3 separate regions of the Mus musculus genome follow, and all the other regions are linked to region 2. The links are chromatin contacts, called in public Micro-C and promoter capture Hi-C maps. All regions are on one chromosome and are shown on one strand. The core of a region is the stretch at or near the end of the contact, and the rest is flanking DNA. Distances in the headings are between cores, read along the strand shown. Region 1 holds the start of Cdc42se2 (CDC42 small effector 2). Region 2 holds the start of Slc22a5 (solute carrier family 22 (organic cation transporter), member 5). Region 3 holds the start of Hint1 (histidine triad nucleotide binding protein 1).

Region 1 (4,614 bases), core at 1,238-3,737, 900 kb before region 2:
TGCCATGATTCAAGGTTACCCTAGACTGCAGAGCGAGTGCCAGGCCAGTCAAATCTCTGCATAGAGAGACCCTATGACAAGGACCCATAACAACAACAGCTGTAGCAATAAAACAATACCCATCTAATTGAATAGAATTGTGCCCTTAACAAAAGGGAATATGAATGGTCCTAGCAACCAAAATTAGATGTTGTTCAGTTTCTCTCTCTCTCCCTCTCTCCCTCACACAGGCAACTCTCTCTCTCTCTCTCTCTCTCTCTCTCTCTCTCTCTCTCTCTCTCTCTCTCACACACACACACACACACTTATTTATTTACTTGGTTTTTCAAGACAGGATTTCTTTGTATAGCCCTGACTGTCCTAAACCTTGCTCTGTAGACCAGGCTGGCCTTGAATTCATAGAGATCCACCTGCCTCTGTATCTTAAGTGCTGGGATTAAAAGCATAGGCCACCATCACCCAGATGCACACTTTTATAGAATATTAAATAATGTGTAACAATTCCCGTAAGGATTGCTACCTTTTATGGATAAGTGGTAGAAAATATTGTTTAAGGTGACCATATTTGCATGTCAAAGAACAATGCAAGCAATGTATGACACTTGGGAAGTTTTGGTTTTTTTTTTTTTTTTGGTCTTAGGAAAGTTTTTTCAAAACAGCATACCTTTAAGTACTATATCAAATTTTCTCTACCCTATCACATTATTCTTACTCAGTGAAATAGGGTACAGGGATGTCACTGGTCAAAAATTGCATCAAACATCAAGTAAATGGTTACTGTACACAAAAGAACTGAGAAGTCCAAATGTTTATGGTCTGATGTAGGTTAAAATCTAATGGTTGGTTGACTGGCAGAAAGTGGAATCAAGAGGAAACTGAAAATAAAATTGATTATTTTTGTTGTTGAACATCTTGGGGGTATTTAATTTTTTTTTCATTTCCTCTAGGCACTTGGGACTGATTAGTTGATTAGAACAGTTATCCCCAGCCTCAAAGGTCTGCATGTGTGTGGTACTCACCAAGCCAGAGCAAGGCCCTGGGTTTCACCTACAGCACTGCAGAAATCAAATCCAGCCAACCCAAACACCCAGCTTCTAGTGGGGAAGACAGGAGCAAAATTAACAGAATAAATTGTGCAGACTGTTCTGGGAACAGGAGAACAAGGGCAGATAGATGGGGGAAGGATTGAGCCTGTAGCAATGTAAAGAAGTGGGTTTAGGCTACGCATCATTGTTAAAGAAGATCTGAGTGGAGTTGAGGGGAGAAGGCAGACATTAGAGAATGTCCTAGTCCCTGAGTATAGACTGGACATTGCAAGCACCAGTGAGACTGGAGATGAATTCTGAGACCTATAGGGAAAAAAAAAAATCTCAGAGGCTTTGTCAGCCATTGTAAAGATGTTATCTTCTACAGTAACGGGAACACTGGTGGATTTTGATCGGATGAGACATGAGCTGACTCTCCTTGCGGGAGGATATTCTCCCTCTTGTTTTGACAACACAGTTTGTTGATGGTGGTCAGGGAGGTCATTTAAGAAAGCCACTGAAGTGTGACTGGGACCACGGATGACAGAAACAATGTAGATGAACAGTCTGATTTTCTTTTTGTTTGAATGTAGAACCACGCCAATTACCCTTATGGACAGAATGGATGTGAAATTGAGAATAAGAGGAACCAAGGAGTACTCCAGTTTTGTCACTGAACAAGCTAGAAATTTCCTATCAATAGTGATGGTCATGCAGCTCCCTGTCTGAGTATGTGTGGCTAGATTTCAGTGGGAAGGCGTCCATTTGTTTCTTGCTTCTGGGTGCCTAAAGTGTAAAGTTAATGTAGTCATAAAATGTGGTGGCTGAGGCAGGAGGACTGCTGTGAGTTCCAGGTCAGCCAGGGTTCTACTCCAAAAGTCCTTAAGCTTGTGACATACACTAGTAATCCCAGCGCTTGGGAGACGGAGGCAGGAGGATCACAAGATCCAGGCCATCCTTACCTATATAGTGAGTTTGAGGCCACTCTGGGGCTACAAAAAGGCCCTCCCTCAAACAACGTCAAAGCAAAACCAAAAAAAAAAAAAAAAAAAAAAAACCAAAAAAAAAAACGATCCCACAAGAAGTCACAGAGACGAACTTTTCAAATGCCAGGTAGATATTCTTGACTCTCCAATGAGTCAGTGATTCTGATTCCTTGAAAGTAACGTGATCTGAGCGTGAGAGACATCTGGTGCTGGCCAGCTCTGCCTAGCAGCGCCTTGCTCGCCCGGGCACGTCTACGGCTGGATCCGGACAGGAAGGTGCTGTGGCGCGAGGCAGCGGCATCCATCTTCCCCGTAGCCCACCCAGCGGTCACTCTTTGCGCGCCTAGCATCCCCTAGGTCTCGCCACTCCCTCACTGGGCGGGGCCTCACAGCTACCAGCCCGCCTACTGGGGGGGGACAGGGCGTGTCCTTGTAGTGGGGGCGTAGCCGCGCAGCCGCACACACCGCTTGTGGCTCCGCCTCTGCGCGCCAGAGCCTAGGCGGGAGGGCGGAGCCCGAAGCGGGGAGCGCAGCTGCTTGGTGTGTGGAGATCCTGGAAGCTTCGGAGCCGGCGCTCGGAGCCGCGCGGCTGGAGCAGGCGGCGGAGACAAAGGCGACGGTGAGTGAGGGAGAGGGCCCCACGTTGGCCCCGCCGCCCGAGGCGCCAAGTGTAGGGTCGCCACTCGGAAGGTTGAGGGCGAGCGCGGCCCGGGCCTCTCCGCGCTGCGGACTGGGGCAGCAGACTGGGGCTGCGGACTGACTGAGGCTGCGGCGGCTCCATTTTCCAGTCTGGGCGAGGTCCTCACGCGAGGACCGGCGTATGGTTCTCTTCATTCTCCGTGAGGCCAGCTTTCACCGTAGCCTGCACCTTCCCGATGGGGGAGGCGCTACGGACCCCTCCCCCAGTCCGCAGCCCCGCCAGTCTGGACCGGCGCGGAGCGGCTGGGCTCCCGAACCCCGACTCCCGCCCGGCCTGCCTGGGACCCCGAGAGAGGAAGCCGGGCCACTGCCTCGCAGTCGCTGCGGCGACTCTTACAGGTTGTTGCACCGGGAGCTCGCGGCCACGGTGGTGAGCATTACTAACGGGTGTGGTAGGTAGCGGCTCGCTGACGTCCGCATTTCGAGCTGAGGAGCAGCCCGGTGCCGGCTGATTTCAGGCAACCCTGGGAATTCCGTTTTAGCGGCAGTGATTGCTACTGCCGAGCTTTCCTGGAGGAGTTTGGTAGTGATGTGCAGAGCGCAGCACTGAGACGTTCTGGGCCTGGGAGTACAGCTCAGTGGTAGGGAACTTGCCTTGCATGTAGGAGGCGGCCCAGAGTAGTTCAGTTCCCCAGTACTCCCACCCGCCACAAAAAGAGGGGGGGGGGGGAAGAAAGAAAGAAAGAAAATTAAATGCTCTTAAAGGACCCTTGCTTAGTAAAATATTGATATAATGAATGAATCTTAAAACACCACACAGAACTGTTCCTACTAGTAAGATGAGGCACATAGCTTCTTGACTCAGATAAAGGACTATTGGAAAGAATGCCTAGCAAGTTTCTGTCCCCCATCCCCATGTAAACTATTAATAATTAGTTGGTCATTATTGCCAGCCAGCATAGCAGATAGTACCTTTGAGATGTGAAATTTTTGAGAGAAGTTGGCTTACAGATTTCTGTTTCTCAGCAGGCCTGATTTCTCCTTTTCTTTGAAAATAATTGAGAAAGATGTTTGGGGTGCATTTTGAGGTCTAGCTTTCTATGTAGTAGGAGTAAAGATGTGTGTGGGCTTTGGAGGGACTGTGGCATGGTCAGTCTTGGATCTCTATGAGCCAGGGAGAGAGAGCTCTGAACTTTAGGGGAGGGGATCTAATGTCGCCTTGGTGGTTAAACATCACAGTTTACCCAGCATACTCATTAGACACATATTAAGCACAGAGAGATTTTTGAATTCTGTTTGTGGAAGGGAACAAAACCTGGAAATGTTTCTCTCTTAAGCTTGAGCATGAAGTTCATTATGTAGTATCGATGTAGCAAGTAAGGACCTCCCCAGACCCCTAGGGCTACTTCACTTGGAAAAATGGCTGGTGAACTTCAGGAAGTGTTCATTCATAGCATCCTACTTAAAAGTTAATGAGTAACTTTTTAAGGCCACGATTATTGGGTTATGGTTTCATTTGTCAGCTTAATAAAAATCCCAGTAGGTTTTAAAGCGACAGGAAGAATGGTTTCAACAAGATGGTGTTTTATTTTTCTCCTGAACTAGATTTTGATGCAGTGTTTTTATTGATAGTGTGATTCCAGTTCTGTTTCAGTAATAATCTTTGTAATAACATTTTCTGTATTAAAAAAAAAAATCTCTGCTCTGTGGTTAAACCAGCACTTGCTGCTTATCTAGAGGATTGGAGTTAAGTTCCTAACACCCACACCTGATGGCTCACAACTGTCTGTAATGGGGATATGATGCCCTCTTCTGGTCTTCATGGAGCACCAGAATACAGGTGACATACACACACATACACATAATTACAAAACAGTAACGAGAGAGAGAGAGAGAGAGAGAGAGAGAGAGAGAGATCGATCCCCAAAGATGGGCAGGGAATGTGGGTCAGTTGACATGAAGTC
Region 2 (5,020 bases), core at 1,315-3,814:
CTTATAATGTTTAAATTCTTAAATTCTGCCAGGCGGTAGTGGCACATGTCTTTAATTCCAGCTTTCAGAGGCAGGGGCTAGGTGGATCTCTGTGAGTTCAAGACCAGCTTAGTCTACTAAGAGAGAGCCAGGACAGCCAGGGTTACATAGAGAAATCCCATCTAAAAAAAGTATCATCCAGTTAGGTAATCACTAACTAAATGTAGCTAAATGTAGCTGCAAAGTATTCAAAGGTGTGGCTCACCAGGGTCAATTGAAATATGCTTTAAATACACGCTGGAATGCTAATACTTAGTGTGAAAAATGGGATTAATGGTTTTTAATAAATAAATTTCTGTATTAATTTTACCTTGCTTTTTGGACATGAGTTAACATTCTTTTGATAGAAGCTTTGTATTCTTTTGAAATGTTTATTAATACAAGGATACAAGAAACTGGTTTACTGAAATAATAATGTTCCTGATACATTCAGGTTACACATATTGTTATGGTTAATTCCATACTTTTTAAAGGAAAGCTTTTCTTACACGGCTGGGATCCAATCCAGGGCCTGGTGTGTGTAAGGCAAGCACTCTCCCACTGAGCAACACCCCAGCTCTAAAGGCTTCTACTATGAGCACTGCCAGGGAGGAAGAACACAGGGCAGCCACTTATATCTCAACCTCACATGTCCCTGCATATGCCAATACATAACTATAATTCAGATTGTTAGTTCTTTATGCAAAACTTGAATCTGACCACGTAAAATTTTTATTTACTAGATCTGGACATTTTATTAATATGGCTGTGACAATTATTGTTGTCAACTTGACAGGGTCTAGAATCACCTAAGAGAGAAACCTCTAGGTGTCTGTGAGGAAGCTTCTAGATCTCGTTAGCTGGAGTGGGAAGAGTGACCCTCAGAGTGGCAGCATCTGTTCCATGGCCTTTGGTTCAGGACTAAGTAAGAGGAGAGAAAGCAAGCTGAGCGCCAGCATTTCTCTCTCCTGGCTTCCTGAATGAGGCGACTGTGACAAGCAGACTCCTGCCACCCAGCCTTCCGGGAGTGACTGACTCCACCCTCTGACTACTGAGCCGAACAAACCCTTTCCGCTTAAGTTGCTTTGTCTCTGTAACCAGAAAAGTTACTAACAGCTACTAAAGCAATTGTAGTTACAATGTTTGCCTGTTCCACCGCAATGCTGAGGAGCACGGTTGGTCAGTTGAGGTCAAAGCTACTGAGCAAGCCAGGGCAATATAGCAAAACTCATCTCAAAAAAATAAATATAGATAAAATTATAAGGGTAACTTCTTATTTTATTAGACAGTGTTGCTTCAGAATCATACAGTTGCTGGTCGGTTTTTTGTTTTTTGTTTTGTTTTTGGGTGTTGTTGGTTTTTAGAATATATTACTAGGACAAAATAATGGGTTTCATGGTAAAGTTTGTTGTTGTTGTTTATTTGAGAACCTGGAACTGGCTATAAAGACCAGACTTGATTAAGGTCCTTTGCCACAAACTCTGGTAAGTTTTTGTTTTGGTTTTTTAACAAGTTGGCTCCTGCATTAATTGTAAAAATTACAAATCTGAGAGATTAATCCTACACTAAGATCCTTAATCTTGAAGTCAAAATTTTACTATTTCTTAAATCAAAAGACAACAAAATAATTTAAGAACATAATAGTCTGGGAATTAAAATTCATTGCCACCTTTCTCATCACCAGTCTCAAAATCCACCCCTTTTTAATATATGTATATATTATATGTAAATATATATAACTATTATTTTATTTTATGTGTATGAGTGTTTTGCCTGCAAGTCTGTTTTGTCTAATGTGCCGAGTGCATGCCTACTGGGCCTGTGAGCTGCCCTATGCCTTTTAGGAAGCAAGCCAAGGTCCTCTGGAGGAGCAATCTGGACTCTTAAAGAGAGTCCTAGCTGAGCTATCTCCGCAGCCACAAAAGATGGCAGTCTTTCCAGGAAAAACTGCAACAAAGGCTGTCGTTGTCAATGAGACTCTCCGAGGTTCACAATATCTCTCAACCACAACAAAAATTTGAGAAGGTGGGCTGTTTACTGCTTAAATTCTAAGCCTCTTTCCATTGAACACCCAGAATGGTCTTCCCAGGATGGCCTTGGACACAAACTTTTCAAAGTCACCCTTTCCCTCAAGAGAAGGGCACCCTGGGAACCTGCTCCAGGAAGTGTCCTGAAAAGACCCAATTCCGCCCCCTAGAGCGGACCTGTTAGGGGCGTGGCTCACAGACGCCCCGCCTCAGTCTTCCAGTCTGGGCGGAACTAGAAGTGTTCACCCAACCCGGGCCCCGTAGAGACTATGGAGGCGTGGTCGAATGAAGCCACACCCCTCCCTCGCTGACAGTTCTGAAGCCCGGTTCAGCCCCGCCTTCTGTACCGCCCAGCTAGTTCTGAGTCCTAGCTCGGCTCCGCCTCAGGCGCACGCGCGGCCGATGGCCGGCGCCCACTGTGCGTCACTCAGGCCCCTGCCCCGCCCCCGCCGTGCCGCGCCGCGCCGCGCCTCAGAGCCGGGACGGCGGGGCGGGCCTTGCGGCCCAGGCCCATGCCCAGAGCCCGCCCCGCCCTCAGGCCCTATGTAAAGTTGGCGGTGGCCGAGTCGGAGGCGTCGGTGGGAACTCACGAGCCTTGCACGCAGAGGCTCTCAGCGCCCCGTCTCCCGCGCCACGGTGTCCCCTTATTCCCATACGGGCGCTGTGGGAGGCTGAGGACGGCATGCGGGACTACGACGAGGTGACCGCCTTCCTAGGCGAGTGGGGGCCCTTCCAGCGCCTCATCTTCTTCCTGCTCAGCGCCAGCATCATCCCCAATGGCTTCAATGGTATGTCCATCGTGTTCCTGGCGGGGACCCCGGAGCACCGTTGCCTTGTGCCTCACACCGTGAACCTGAGCAGCGCGTGGCGCAACCACAGTATCCCGTTGGAGACGAAGGACGGACGACAGGTGCCTCAGAAATGCCGCCGCTACCGACTGGCCACCATCGCCAACTTCTCTGAGCTAGGGCTGGAGCCGGGGCGGGACGTGGACCTGGAGCAGCTGGAGCAGGAGAGCTGCCTGGATGGCTGGGAGTACGACAAGGACGTCTTCCTGTCCACCATCGTGACAGAGGTAGGTGACAGCCCCCCTATCAGGGTCTGGTGACATCGCGGCGACGGTTGTAGCCCTTCGTCCAACGCACAGGCTGATGAGCATCCTCCAGTCAGGTGGCCCAGGAACATTTTATGAGATGACTTCTAGCCATAGTACGCCCCTCAGGGGACAAGTGTCTGGCAGACCATCCGTCCATAGGGTCCCATTGAAGATAGAGTCCAGAAGGTTCTGCCCCTTAGGAGATGCCCTGAGACCCTGAGGGGTGGGACTTTCTCGAGGTAGTGATGTGATTCAGAGGGGCCGGATTCAGACTTGCTCCAGAGAAGAGGCCACAGTTTTAGCCTCTGTTCAGAAAGGAAAGACTCTTTGCAGAACTTTTTAAAGTTAAAGAAACGTGTGTTCCAAACTCTCTACCTTTTCTGGAGTTATTCTTTCTTCCCTCACCTGTCCTCATCCCAAAATGAAGGCTTGCCATGCCCCAGGAGAAACTGTTTTCCATTTGCCCGCGATGGATTGTTACTTCTTAAGGACCCATGTGTCTGCAGATCTATCCAGGGTGACTTGTTGGTATGGAGTCTTTTCCACAGTATTCTGGGACAAGATCACTGGAGAGGTTCGGTAAGGCATGTAAGGTTACTCTGAAAAGCGATGGAAACCTAATTCCTCATCCCCTTGCACTTTATTCTTGGGTGACTTTGACATTTCTCAGTCACTCTGCTGGGGGTGTGGCAGGCCATTTAATGGTGCATGTGGATGTGTTTGGGGACTTGGGCACCAACTGTAGTTTCCTGGAGGCTCAGCAGTATTGAATATGCAGAATATGAGAAGAATCTTCTGTGATACTATTGAGCAACTGGTTCATTGAGTATCAGGGATTGGGATTGGCCAGTTGGAGATAGTTTCTTGGTGAGTTTAGTTAGCCCTTAGGTCTAGATCCAACATCAAGAAATGGTTTCAGGAGCAGTAGGGAGAAGCTAGGAGTACCTGTTTGGCATTTAAGACTCTTGGAGGTATAGACTGAGCTTCCCTCCTTACAGGGGCTCTCAGGTATATATCATTCTTCAAGAGTAGAGTCAGAGAGTATCCCCACAAGAGTCACTGTCTGTTTCCTTTGGGAGTTTGTGGTTAGATGTGTTCAAACCTGTGCTTACCTACTACATAAGTAGTAAGAATGAAATCTGAGCTCCATTGGGGATTTTTAACTTAAGTGACATCGTGCCAGGATCAGGTATCACTACCTAACAAAAAAGGGCCTGGTCAGTGATGGAGCACACTCCTTTAGTCTGAGCACTCAGGAGGCAGAGGCAGGAAGAACTCTAGGAGTTGGAGGCCAGCCTGGTCTACAGAGTTGAGTTCTAGGACAGCCTGGGCTACATAGGGAAGTTCTCTATTTTGAAAAACAAAACAACAACAAAAAATGTATTTACTGAGATAGTAAAGTGCTTTTGACCCCTGAGTCCACAGAGAAGGGATTGTCAATTGTTCTACATCTTAAGCTCCAAACTCATAAGTGCTTGGAAGCAAGTGATGGCAGAGGCTGTTGGGGTTGACACATCAATTCCTGAAATCTGCTTTGGCTGCCCAAAAAAGGGGCAGTTGAAATCTGAAGCAGCTTCCTGTCGTGTCTTTAATTTTTACCCTGACCTTGAGAGTGCTGGGCTTTCTCTAGTCATTTGCCCCTACTTCACTGTCGTCTTGCTCGCTGCTGAGGGTGAAAGCAGTACTATTCAGCTCCCCAGAGGCTGGCTGATCAGCAAAAGTCCAGATTCTTTTTGACCTACTGCATAACTAATGTCAGTGTTTATTTATTTTTTTTCAATGGATCTGGATGCTATTGAGCTATCTTAGCAGTTTCGTAAGAGTTATATGCCCTTTCACCTACTTACAGGTCAGCAGTTTTTGCAGGAGGCAAGTTTAA
Region 3 (4,496 bases), core at 1,331-3,830, 970 kb before region 2:
TCTGGCTCAAACCACACTGTCCATAGATAGTCCCCGTGCAATAATTCTCTTGTATTCTCTCTCCCCCTCTCTCATTTTTTTAAAAAGTTAATTATTTTCCTTCTTTTTTCAAGGCAGGGTTTCTCTGTGTAGCCCTGTCTGTCCTGAAACTCACTCTGAAGACCAGGCTGGCCTCCAACTCAGAGACTGTCCTATCTCTGCCTGAGTGCTAGATGTGCCACCACCACCCAGCTCTTTATTCTGTAAGATTATTTCTTTTTCTGCCTGCATGTATGGATGTGCACCATATTCACACTGAGTGTCTGCCCATGGAGGCCAGAAGAGGAAGCTGGATTCCCTGAACTGCAGACGACAGTCAGTCCAGAGCAACCAGATGTGGGTACTAGGAATCAAACACGGGTCTTAACCACTGAGTCATCTCTCCAGCCCCTCTGTTAACCCCAACTGTTGTTTAATTTAAACACTATATATTCCTCAACTTGAAAAATCTAATTCTTCCTGTGTTAATAATTTCTCTCACTTTTTGTGTACGTGCATGTGTGTGATCCACACACATGAATGTATGGATGAGCAACCTATGCATGGAAACATCTTGTATTGCTGTGGACCTTATTGCCTTAAGTTCTCATTGAACTAAATGTTTGCCTAGGCTGACTAGCCAGCTGCCAGCAGGCTCCACTACTTTGTCACCAAACTGCTAGAGTCACAGGCACATGCAGCTAAGCCCAGCTTAAACATGGGTGCTGGGATTTGAACTCAGGTCCTCAAGCTTTCAGAATAAGTACTCTTAGCCACTGAACCATCTCCTCTGCCTCCATCTTTATAATTTTGGAAACAAACCTGATTCCCTTCCCCTCCCACCTTTTCCAGATCGAAGTCCTGATTGCAACTTCCTGTTTTGTTCTGTTTTCCTGTGCAGGTACCGCCTTGTATGGGTGTTTTATATCTCATGCTCTCTTCCTAACAGGACCCAGCCATACTTACCTGTCTAGGGAGTAATTTTACTTGGTATACTCTATAAAATGCTGTGTCATTTAGAATGTCTCAGCCAGTAATACTCAAGTTCAATCATTATTTCAAAGACCATTTATCAAAACAACTGCAAACAATGGTTCTCTTTTGTTTGTTTTGTTTTTTAATGTGGGGTCTCCATATAGGCCAGGTTGGACTTAAACTGATTCTCTTCCCTCCACCTTCCAAGTGCAAGAACCACAGGATGCTGGTTTTGTGTTTAAAGCTTTTTCTTTCTTTCTTTGCAAGTGTTCTGTTTTGCTTTGTTTTTGAGTTAGGGTCTTATTCCATAATACAGGCTGGCCAGTCTTATGGATGGTGGGACTGGGATTACAGAACACACTAAAAGACTTGCAAACTTTGTAAATGAAATGGGCCTTTTTCTAAGACTAGTGACAAATACAGGCAATTTAAATAAAACTCACCTCAAGAACCCAATGAAATTTGGAGTACTATTTCAAGTCTATGTGAACATTACCAGTAGCATTAATGCTTTCTCATATTGCATGTTTCTTAAAGTGAACTGAACAAACCCGTATAAAACCTTTTGGTCAATGGGCCAAGCTCCCACCCTGCTTTATGTGAGACTGAAAGCCATAAACAGAACTGTCTAGGGAATAATTTACAAAATTGGTCTTCACTATCGACTGAGATTTCATCTATCAAGGAGGGGAAAAAATACAACTTTGGATCTTGCACCATAAATGTTTTCTCCGATCAGCAGGGTGTGGGCTGCCTGCAATCCTTAGCATATGGGTGGTGGAGGCGGGGGATCAAGGGTTCAAGGTCCGCCCCAGTTAGTTAGTCAGCAAGTTCATGGCCTGCCTAGAGTAGTGAAGCCGATCTATTAAAATAAAACAAACAAAACACCCTAAAGCAGTATTTTTTTAAAAAGCTTGAAGGGCTAATTCCAGTCCCCAGAGGCAACGTCTGCAGCCGGAGCAGGGGACAGGGAGCATAAGGATCTCGAATCCCCGGTCACCTCGCAGTGCGGGGACCGCTGCGCGCGGGAGATCGCGGAGATTGCGCCGGGGGCAGGATCCGGTTTCCCGAAGGCCAGATTGACACCCGCGTGGTGGGTGGCGGCCGCGGGCCCCGGTGGGCGTCACCCCACGGGTCTGCACTTTACAGGGGGCCCGGGCGGGCGTCACCTCCCGGGGCCTCCGCCCGCATCACCTCACCAGGGCCGCGACACGCGGCGGGCCGAGCGGCCGATAACGCGTAACCCGAGCGCAGGCACGCGCCGCAGGGCCACGCGGGCGCAGGGCCAGGCCAGCCGGGCCGCGCGTCGCCTCAGGCCCGCGGCTCCTCAGGGAACGCCGGCGTGTCGCCGGGCAAGCGGCAAGCCTACCCGGTCGTCCTCGAAGATGATCTTGGCGGGGATTTCTTTGCGGATGATCTTGCCGAAGATCGTGTCGCCGCCGGGCTGGGCCACTTGAGCCTTGGCAATCTCGTCAGCCATCGCGGCCGCTCACTGTCCTTCCCGCGCCGCGGCCACAGTGGGGAGAGGAACCGCGGGAGCGCGCGGAGACTGCCGGCTCGCGCCCGGTGGGCCTGCGCGTGCGCACTGGCGCCGGCGTGCGGCGAGCGAGGGAACGAAATGGGCGGAGGAAACGCCCTTTCTTTGCCTCTGCACCTCTATAGGAAATTTTGATTTGCCAGTTCTGGGAGGAGGCTCGGCTTGGTACAGTGCTTTCCAAGCGCGTACGGAGTTCTAGGTTTGATCCCTTCCTCTCACGAGCCCGGCTTGGTGCTGCACGCCTGTAATCCCAGAGTTTGAGAAATGAAGACAGGAGGATGGAAGAGTTTAGTTCATCCTTCTCCACATTGTTTGAGGCCAGCCTGGGCTACCCGAGACCCTGCTCCAGAACAGTCTGGTTTCTATTTCAAGTTGTTCTGATCACATTTACTGGGTGTGATACCTTAGCCTTCCCTTTTTTAATTTTTTAAAAAAGATTTTTATTTTATATGTAGATGAGTATTTTGCAAGCATGTGTAAGAGTGAATCACATCTAATGCTTTGGATCCCCTGGAACTGGAGTTACAGTTGTGAGCCATGTGGGTGGAGGGAACTGAAGCCTGGTCCTTTCTGCAAGAGGAACAAGTGCTCTTGACCGTGATCGTTTAAACCCTCAGCTGTTTGAGGCCTTAGCTAAGAGCCAGGTGAAGTCTTACATCAGGTGGGGTTTTTTTGTTTGTTTGTTTCTTGCTGTGTGTGGCAGCAATTCTCAGTCATAACTACACACTAAAAACCACTTGGGAGCTCTTTAAACATCTCTGGCCACACTCTGCATCAATTAAGTCCAAGACTGCAGAGATGAGACCTTAGGTGGCAGTTGTTTGTAAGCCTCTTGGGCCATTTTCCCCGGCAGGAATCAGCTTCAGGTAAGATGCTCCACCTGGAAGAAACAAAAAGTCTTCCTTGGCCCCACCTCCACCCTTCCTCCTCTCTATCCCTTTGCTCCTCCTAAAAAGTGTTTTCTACATATGGTGTGCACTTTGTCATCATTGGTCCTTTGGGTCATTTCCTCCTTGTCGGGATTAGGCAGGACCTCCAATCAGCGTTCTCTAGACAATCGCAGTTGTCATATAGATCTGTTGGCCTGGTTGCTACAGTTGTTACCCTTGTCTTCTTTCAACATCTCACACCCTTGCCCTCTGGATGTTGGTTTTTTTTTTTTTTTTTCCTGCACGCTAAGCCTCCATTTCCATACCTCATTAGATTTTGTTCCTGGCCCTCTTATCTGACAATCTCCAAGTGGCCATAGGAAGAAACCTTGGGGACTTAGAGAGATGGTTCAGCGATCAAGAACACAAACTGTTCTCACAGAGGCCAGCACAAACATCACAACTGCCTGTAACTCCAGCTCCAGGGAAGTCAGATGCCTTTGGCCTAGCAGGATGTCTTCAGTCACCCATGGACATGTGAGCACACAGGTCTCACACACACACACACATGTATACACATAATTAAAAAAAAATAAAATGGGAAAACTTAAGCCAGATGATAGTAGTGCATGACTTTAATGTCAGCACTCTAGGGCAGAGGCGGACAGATCTCTGAGTTCAAGGCCAGCCTAGTCTAAAGAGCAAGTTCCAGGAAATCCTGTCTCATAAATAAATAAATAAATAAATAAATAAATAAATAAATAAATAAATGGAAAAGCTATTTCCTTTGAATTGCCCTATATGATGATATTTGACTACTTTGTCTCAACAAAATTATTATTACCATTATTGAGACAGTGTCTCATATAGCCCAGGCTGGCCTCCAACTTGCTATGTAGCCAAGGATGACCTTAAGCTCCTGTCTTGACAAAATTATTGATAGTGGTTGTTGGCAGTCTTGGTGTCCTATTCTTTGCTATCAGAGCCATTACTGGTACTTTGCAATCACTGGTAAATAATGTCTAAACATAAGACATTAGATTAGGAGTCATGTTCGTTTATTTCCGTAACTACCGAAAAGGTCATGAATATCAGTT

The links. Promoter capture Hi-C pulls out the DNA fragments that hold promoters and counts their contacts. A called contact is a pair of places that touch in the nucleus more often than the background predicts.
Region 1: a contact with region 2 is called in a Micro-C map of embryonic stem cells, with 2.5 times the contacts expected there. The contact joins the promoter of Cdc42se2 here to the promoter of Slc22a5 in region 2. A contact is called at or near these places in 1 of 39 promoter capture datasets (cranial neural crest), 1 of 484 Hi-C or Micro-C datasets (embryonic stem cells) and 1 of 115 datasets of contacts at active chromatin or transcription factors (astrocytes).
Region 3: a contact with region 2 is called in a promoter capture Hi-C map of liver, with 3 times the contacts expected there. The contact joins the promoter of Hint1 here to the promoter of Slc22a5 in region 2. A contact is called at or near these places in 12 of 39 promoter capture datasets (the 3T3-L1 cell line, 3T3-L1-derived adipocytes, the C10 cell line and 7 more) and 2 of 115 datasets of contacts at active chromatin or transcription factors (astrocytes and microglia).

What each region holds. Positions count from the first base shown.
Region 1 is chr11:54,785,576-54,790,189 of GRCm38.p6, reverse strand. It overlaps Cdc42se2 (CDC42 small effector 2), which reads left to right and starts at 2,487. Exons shown (of 6, transcript NM_178626.3): 1 at 2,487-2,630.
Region 2 is chr11:53,889,247-53,894,266 of GRCm38.p6, reverse strand. It overlaps Slc22a5 (solute carrier family 22 (organic cation transporter), member 5), which reads left to right and starts at 2,564. Exons shown (of 10, transcript NM_011396.3): 1 at 2,564-3,120. The coding sequence starts at 2,728.
Region 3 is chr11:54,864,467-54,868,962 of GRCm38.p6, reverse strand. Hint1 (histidine triad nucleotide binding protein 1) reads right to left here and starts at 2,580. Exons shown (of 3, transcript NM_008248.3): 1 at 2,363-2,580. The coding sequence starts at 2,473.